2 separate regions of the Mus musculus genome follow, and region 2 is linked to region 1. Evidence: chromatin contacts called from public promoter capture Hi-C data. All regions are on one chromosome and are shown on one strand. The core of a region is the stretch at or near the end of the contact, and the rest is flanking DNA. Distances in the headings are between cores, read along the strand shown.

Region 1 (3,794 bases), core at 1,017-3,516:
ATAGTGATTACAAAATTGTATTTTTTTTAATGAAGCAATGCAAAAAAACTGAGAGAGCCACATAACCACCAAAACCCTGATATCCAAAATACACAGAGCCAAGTGTGGTGCTACACACCCCTAATCCCAGCACTCAGCGAGTGGAGTCAGGCGAATCTCTGTGAGTCCCAGGACAGTCTGGTCTATACAGTGAGCTCCAGGCTAGTCGGAGCTACATAGTGATACTGTCTCAACATAAAATTTGTATATGTTTGAACAACTTATCAGAAGTGAGAAAAGAACTTGAGTTAAGAAATAAATCACCTAAATAGACATTTCTAAAATAAGATATGAAACTGGCCAAGAGATACATGAAGAAATGTTGAGAGTCAGTAACTATCAGAGAATGACAAATTAAGATGTTAGTGAGATATACCTTACATGTGTTAGAATGGCTACAATCAAAGACAAATGATAGATGGCCTAGTCGGCCATCACTGGAAAGAGAGGCCCATTGGACACACAAACTTTATATGCCCCAGTACAGGGGAACGCTAGGGCCAAAAAGGGGGAGTGGGTGGGTAGGGGAGTGGGGGTGGGTGGGTATGGGGGACTTTTGGTATAGCATTGGAAATGTAAATGAGCTAAATACCTAATAAAAAATGGGAAAAAAAAAGACAAATGATGTTCAGCATACTGATATGCATCTATAATTCCAGCACTCAGTGGGAAGGAAGAGCCTAGTTCAAGGCCAGCCTAGGCTACACAGTAACACCCTGTCCATACATACATACATACATACATACATACATACACACACACACACACACACACACACACACACACACACACAGTAGCAAGTGTTGGAGATAGTGTGGAGAAAGGGAAACCTTTTATACTATCAGGGAGAATGTAAATTAGACAGCCACTATGGAAAGAAGTAAACAAACAAAACAAAATACCAAGATTAAAACAATCCTAAGAGTGCCATAGGACTGCACAGTCCACTTGTGGACAGAAAATGAAGTGAGTAGATCCGAATATCAGAGATAAATCTACTCTCATGTTTCTCTTCTCTTTTAATTTTAAAAATATGTATATATGCATAAAATATATAACACAAACATAAAATATATACCATTTATGTACACATATAGATGCATATATTTGGTATATATATTTTATATGTGTGAATGTTTTGTCTGCAAACATGTCTGTGCACCACATTCCAGAAAATGCAGATTCCAGAAAAAAGGCATCAGAAGTCCTGGAGCTAGAGTTCCAGACAGTTGTGAGTTGCCATAGGAACGCTAGGAATCAAACCTGCATCCTCTGGAAGACCGGGTCAGTGCTCTTAACCACTGAGACATCTCTCCAGCCTCCACCACTTTCATATCGATTACAGCATTATTCACAATAACAAAAAAAAAAATCAAGAGCCTAGCATAGTGATACATATCTGTAATCTCAGCACTTGGGAGATGGGGGAAGGAGGGATGGCTACAGGAAGCCCTAGAGAGAGGAAGGGGGAGGGAGGGGGAGGGGAAGGGGAAGGAGGAGGAGGAGAATGGCGAGAGGGAGAGAGGGAGAGAGAGGGAATTCAGTATACATACCCTATGGAATACTCATCAACCTTAGAAGGAAATCCTGAGGTTTATGACAATGTGGATAAAACTGGAAGATAATGTACTAAGCTAAACCAGGCATAAAAGGCAAACAATCTCACTTGTATGCAGAGCAGTTGGTAGTCACTGGGTAGGAGGACAGTCTCTGGCAGACACTAGTCAAAGGAAACAAACTTCTGTTAGCTGGACAATAAACTCAAGAGATTTATTGCAACATGATAACTCCATTTAACAAATGTGGCTTAGCTTGGAAATCCTACTATTGTAGTTTGTTTTTTTTTTTTTTACAAAAAATAATTAAGTGTATCAGAGAGTACATGTGTGAAGCAGCTCCTCTTGGGAACTAGAGTGACGGTTGCATACAGGCATTTGCCTAGTGTGCAAGAGGCCCTAGGATCCATGCCCATAAAGCAAAAAAGAAAAAAAAAATCAGCCATTGCATAATAGACACAAGTTTCCAAATAGTATATTGTTCATAGTGATAGTTTTCTTGCCAGTTTTATGAATTTAATTAGAGAAATATCAATAAATTATGGGTTTTGGTTAATGAAAAAATGCAAAAGTACAACTCTATGAAAAAGTGTCCTGTCTTTATAGAATCTGGGACACAACGCAAAATGATTTGTTCTCTGGACTAAACCTTTCCTGGCATAAAATTTGTGTGTCATTTGAGGATCAGCCTGTTCGGGAGCTGCAGACTGGTCTCAAATACTTGCCCTTCACAGCTCTTACGTCATGATTCATGTACAATCTTTCTTCTTTTTGACTGCCTGCAATTACTTGTGACAAATGGTTCTTCAGTGTATCGTCTGCTTTACCTTTCAAAACGTTTCCATGGTTCACAGATAAGTCATCTGATACACACCGGACTCTCCCACAGTAAAGCCAGCCTGGGAGAGGCACCTCCCCAGATGCAACCTACTCTCACAATCCTCTTCAATATACAAATAAACACCATTCAAACAGCATTGTTAGCTAGAAAAATTAACAAGTGGACAGACTAAAAGCTAGAGGAAATATTAGTTACTTCAGATCAAGTGGGGGCTATGTAAAATAATGGTAGAAGTTCTAAACAAATGAATCAAAACATTTGACAACTCAAATAATTAATCATAAAGAAAATTAGACTGGGCATGTAGATCAATTGGTAGAGGGCTAGCCTAGCACTCATGCAGAAATCGGCTGTGATGGCGTACACCTGCAATCTCTGCACGTGTGAAGTGGAACCAGGAGAATCAACTCCAAGAACGAGGAGGGGGTGAAATAGGAAGGAAGGGAGGGAGGGAGGAAGGAAGGGAGGGAGGGAAGAAGAAAGAAAGAAAGAAAGAAAGAAAGAAAGAAAGAAAGAAAGAAAGAAAGAAAGAAAGAAAGAGGAGGGAGGGAGGGAGAGAGGAAGGAAGGAAGGAAGAGAGAGAAAGAGAGAGAGGAGGGAGGGAGGAAGGAAGGAAGGAAGGAAGGAAGGAAGGAAGGAAGGAAGAAAGAAAGAAAGAAAGAAAGAAAGAAAGAAAGAAAGAAAGAAAGAAAAAAAGAAAGAAAGAGGAGGGAGGGAGGGAGGGAGGGAGGAAGGAAGAAAGAAAGAAAGAAAGAAAGAAAGAAAGAAAGGAAGGAAGGAAGGAAGAAAGAAAGGAAGAAAGAAAGAAAGAGGAGGGAGGGAGGGAGGGAGGAAGGAAGGAAGGAAGGAAGGAAGGAAGGAAGGAAAGAAGGAAGGAAGAAAAAGAGTCAAAAGAACAAAAGTAATACATTTTCTTAAACAAATCTCTATTGTGAGGGAGGAAAGATTTGTTACCCATCCATCACTAGGCTCCTGGATGATGTACCTACCCATAACAGGAGCAAATTTACAAAAACATGCAAATGATTTTATATAAGCTTTCCATAGCAAAGGGGCTTTAGGGAAAGAGGAGCCAAAGCAACAGGAAAGCTTGCACATTTTGATGCTGAGTTTGGTGGAGAAGCTGGGAACTGACAGGCATAGGCACAAACAGAGCACGACGCCACGTGATACACACTGGGGAGAATTTAGCCAGGCCTTTTTTTTTTCCCCTCCCAAATCTGTCTATGTCTTCAGAAATGAGGACACTTCTGCACCAGATCTGAGGAGGGAACTCAAATGAAAATCTGAGCGAGTGCAGAAGGAAATGAGAAAAGGTCAGAGAGCTACCAGCCTTCTGCTGCTGTTTCCTAAAGTGC
Region 2 (4,353 bases), core at 882-3,381, 270 kb after region 1:
TCCACAATTGCATACCAAAACGTCATCATTTCAACATCACTGAAAATCAGTCCAGTTTCTGGGACTGGAGAGATGGCTCAGAAGTTAAGAGCACTTGCTACCCTTACAGAAGACTGGGGTTCAGTTCCCAGCAACGGTATGGTGGCTCATTATCATCTCTGACTCCAGTTCTGGGGCACATGATGATCTCTCCTGGCCTCCCTGGGTACCAGGTTGTAAGTGATTCATATACATACATGCAGGCAAAACACTCATCCACATTATAAAAAAAATGGTTTTTTTTTTTTTTTAGCTATCTTTTATAAGAACTTCCCAAGGTTTCTATTAGTACCACTTTGACTTCATAGTTTATCACATTTAAAAACAAAGCATCTCACTAACGAAGACGGAACTCTGCTACCAAAGCAGTGGTTCTCAACCCTTCTAATGCTGCAACCCTTTAATAAAATTATTTTGTTGCTACTTCATAACTTTAATTCTGCTACTGTTATAAATCATAATGTAAATATCTATATTTTCCAGTGGTCTTAGGTGGCCCCTGTGTAAGGCTGTTCGACCACCAAAGGGGTCATAACCCACAGGTTGAGAACCACTGCGCTACAGCGTGACTATGCTTCATACATGAAATTATTATGATGGCTTTAATCTCTTTGCTAAAACACATTAGCAGCAAAGCTGGGTCTAGGATGTAGTTCATCAGGTACAGTGCTCAGTTACTATACACAAAGCTTTAGGTTGGACCCCCAGCACTGAATAAACAGTGGGCGGTATGCAATCCCAGCACTGGGGGAGGTGGACGGAAAATTAGAAGTTTGTTGTTTTCTTCAGCTACAAAGTGAGTTTAAGATCAGCCTGGGTTATACAAGCCCCTGATTCTTTAGAAAAATGGACCAACCAACACAACTGCTAAAAATATGGGATGTCAATGTACTTAATGAAACTCTTCTAATATAACAACATCTACTCATATATTAAAGTTGCCAGTTGCCAGAAAAATATCCACTTCCAATAGATTTTGGTTCCTCACTTCTGTAAACAGATCAGGAACATAGTTTACACACCAAATTCATTTTCATTCTTTTCCTGCTTAAGTTTTGTTCCCTCATCTTTGCCAGCAATGTTATAATAGACATTTTTCTAATGCATTAAAAGATAAACCTTTTTAGAATGGTGAGTTAATAAATATTGTTATTTCCGAAGGTCCTCCTTCTTTTATGTCAGCTCATATCTTACACAAGTATCCCCGATAATATCTTAGTTTGCATTTTACTCAAACAGGAAAATGTTACCCTAGCAGGAAGTACCTAAATCAGCCTGGTACGGGGGTAGCCAAAGAAGTATTACAAGAGTTAGGTCTTCCTCCTCCCTCAAATTCTTTAAAAAGACCCTGTTTTTTTTAAAAACAAAACAAAACAAAAAAAAAAAAAAACCTGTTTATACAACCGCTAACTGTGCTTTATATAGCCTATGTAGGGTAGCCGAAGGGTAGCAGTCTAGCACAATACCCATCTCTACTATGGTCATTTTCGGTAATCACATTATTGGGGTTGGGCTGTAACTTAAAGATGACCCAATACAAACCCACTTTTTACTTTTTTCAAGCTTATTTTTATAAGTAAGAAAAGTAAATCACTTATTACTGAGTTGCTAAGTGATAATCTTAAGAATCTTTCAGTGCCTGAAATCCATTCAGTCCATGAAATCTCTCCCGAGTTTCAGAGAACTCACTACACAAATGCTTAACAAGCATTTAAAAATTCTACAAATTACAGAGAAATGTTTACTTAATATACTCTTTCATTCTTAGTCATTTCAAGTTAGACATTACTCAGATTTAGCCCGCAGCTTACACAATGATGTGAAGTTTTAAGAGTCAAAGAAGTGTTGGAAGGGTAGAGGTAGGTTGGGAATACCAAGCATCCCGACGCTGTCAACAGAGAAAAGTTTATAGAAATAAAAAAGACAAGGTGACCATGGGACGGCATACTCTTCCTGTATACTCTTTTTGCTCATAGAGGGCCCACAAAACAGCAACGTCTGGGGAAGGGATACCTACGGCATTTCGGGACTCCGTTGCTGGACAGAACCAACTGAGAAACCGCAAACGCGGAAGCATAAAAAGCCCGCGTAGTAAGCGCTGGATGAGGTGTCACCCCGTATGCAGCTCGCCGGAAACAGTCTCCGCGCGAGAAAGAGCCTGAACGTGTTCAAGGAAATGGTGCAGGGAGTCTAAGGCCAGAATCCATTTAGCCCCAGCCGCATGCAGCGCACGACCCTCCTCACTATTGTGGACATGCCAGCCTCGCAACAGATAAGCTACAATGCCATGGCTGTTCTCTCTCGGTCAATGGTCCACAAATCTCTGGTCGGAGCGTTTGGAAGGTGCTCTGCCTCTTATTTCCGGTGGCGGCGAGGCGCAGTTGCTATGGTAATCTAAAAAAGGCGGAGGTCTGTCCGGTTGCGCCGAGAGGTTCGCGGATCTACTAACGAAAATTGGCTGCTCTTCTTGGTTTGTGAGCTGAAATTAGGTAGCCACCAAGCCTCTCTCTTGCTCTGTCGCTCGCTCTGCTCTTCATTGTGCGGCCGCCTCTCCCATCTGCTACGTTTACTTCTGTGTCCTCCTAAGAGCCGGTGCATGCCCCGAAACACACAAGGGGATGCAGCATCGTGGCCAGAGGAGTACAAAAAACGGAGAGAGCTTGTCTGGGATTAGTTGTGACTGTTTCACGGTGCAGCGACGGTGACTGGATGGCTCTCTGTTTTCATTTGGCCCTTTAGACGCCTTAGGCGCTTTTAACAGTTTATTTTTCCTGCTTATTGTGTGCCTAGTTATTTATGGAGCCGTTTGCTACAATATACTCTCCAGGCCCCTGTCTCAGACTTGGGCTAGAATTTTAAATAAAAGGTGGTTTCCGAGCCCTAGGGGTGCAATTATATATTTATTTAAGCTTCAGTTTGGACTGTCTTCACAGGAAGGGAAAGAATAGAATTCTGGAACATTTCTGTCCAGGGATTTTCATGTGAGAATAACCCCATTTGGAAGGAGCACTTGAAGATCCTTAAAAATGTTTTTAAATTGCTTGCTGTAAGCCGAGTGCTTGCTCTTCCTTATTGGAATAGTTTTCTTTCCCGTTTGTGAGATGGCGCGCACGCATATGTGTTTAAAACCGATGTTTAATTATGGTGATACCAATTTGCAGTAACCAGACTGTGACACCACATCCCTATGGGGTCCTTCTAAATCTGGTGTAATATGAAAGTGTCAGGCAGGCGGTCTGTGTATTATAAATAGGGTACTTCATCCATGATAAGCGATTATTATCTTTCTTTCCCAAGTGTAAAAGACCTACATAATTCAAGAAGGTGCCAGTGATTTAGGCCTCCTGAGTATGAATCCAATGAGTCCTGAAGGGGACCCTACCTGTGTCATCTTATTGTTCAACTTGAACTATTCAATTTATTAGATTGGAATGTATTTTTAGAAGTCAACGCAGGATAAAGCAATGTTGGAAGCCATTAGACCACCAGAACAATTTTGCCCTGCATAGTAGCCTTTGTTCAATAAACCTTCATTCACATTAAAAGAAGAAATGACTGAGATTTCACAAATTACCACTGACTGGGTGACATCTCTGTCCCTCAATTTCATCATCTGTAAAATGGACAAAAAGTGCCTGGTCAGTGTAGAAAGGATTAAATAAGACGTTTGATTGTATATTAATGTCTTATGAGCAGACATGCTGTATAGACACTAAATATTATTACTAGTAAAGGAACTTTATAAAGCTCAATGTAATCGGTGGAACTTCAAATATCCAGTGATTTGACATGAGCTGTATTATAGAAATGTGAATGAAATGATAGTTAATCCTGCTATGGGGGGATCCAACTGCAGTTGATTTGCATTAAAAAAAAAACCTCACTGTTGGGGAATTTCACTCCATGTATGTTTTCTTTAGCATTTGTGTGTCCTGAAGTATTCTGTATGTTTCACATTTGTGAACTGTTGTAATCTTAACAACCCTGTGAAGTCTCCCCTGAAGTCTTATTTTGAGATGATGCATGTATGCATTTTCTTTGTTCTGATTCTTTTGGATTATGCTACATCATTGTTCTTTAGGATATCATTGTATATTTGAGAAATTATATACAGTGTGTATATCTATCCATCTATAATTAGAAATCAGTTATTAAGGACTTATTCTACTTAACATTTAAGTTCATAGAGATGTTATAATATTTATCTTTTTTATTCTATATATGCAAACTTTAATACCCTAGTACGCCACCCCATGGTGGCACATTTGCATTTTAGGTGATTTACATCGACGACTAAAGTAAAAAAAAATTCAT

Evidence for each region. Promoter capture Hi-C pulls out the DNA fragments that hold promoters and counts their contacts.
Region 2: a contact with region 1 is called in a promoter capture Hi-C map of 3T3-L1-derived adipocytes, with 2.6 times the contacts expected there. The contact joins the promoter of Itgb3bp here to the enhancer-like site in region 1. A contact is called at or near these places in 5 of 39 promoter capture datasets (3T3-L1-derived adipocytes, cranial neural crest, embryonic stem cells and 1 more), 5 of 115 datasets of contacts at active chromatin or transcription factors (astrocytes, embryonic limb bud, embryonic stem cells and 1 more) and 1 of 9 other capture datasets (embryonic stem cells).

The regions. Positions count from the first base shown.
Region 1 is chr4:99,553,070-99,556,863 of GRCm38.p6, forward strand. Gm40211 (a long non-coding RNA gene) reads right to left here. Exons shown (of 3, transcript XR_867952.1): 3 at 1,717-1,759. Among named protein-coding and RNA genes, the nearest start is that of Gm40211, 14 kb to the right of the region's middle. Within about 2 kb of position 2,267, at least 5 of the 459 cell types and tissues checked have an H3K27ac peak or open chromatin away from gene starts, as enhancers often do. A contact at or near this core is called in 3T3-L1-derived adipocytes, where this site is marked.
Region 2 is chr4:99,827,027-99,831,379 of GRCm38.p6, forward strand. It overlaps Itgb3bp (integrin beta 3 binding protein (beta3-endonexin)), which reads right to left and starts at 2,132. Exons shown (of 9, transcript NM_026348.4): 1 at 2,057-2,132. The coding sequence starts at 2,061. Efcab7 (EF-hand calcium binding domain 7) reads left to right here and starts at 2,419. Exons shown (of 14, transcript NM_145549.2): 1 at 2,419-2,528.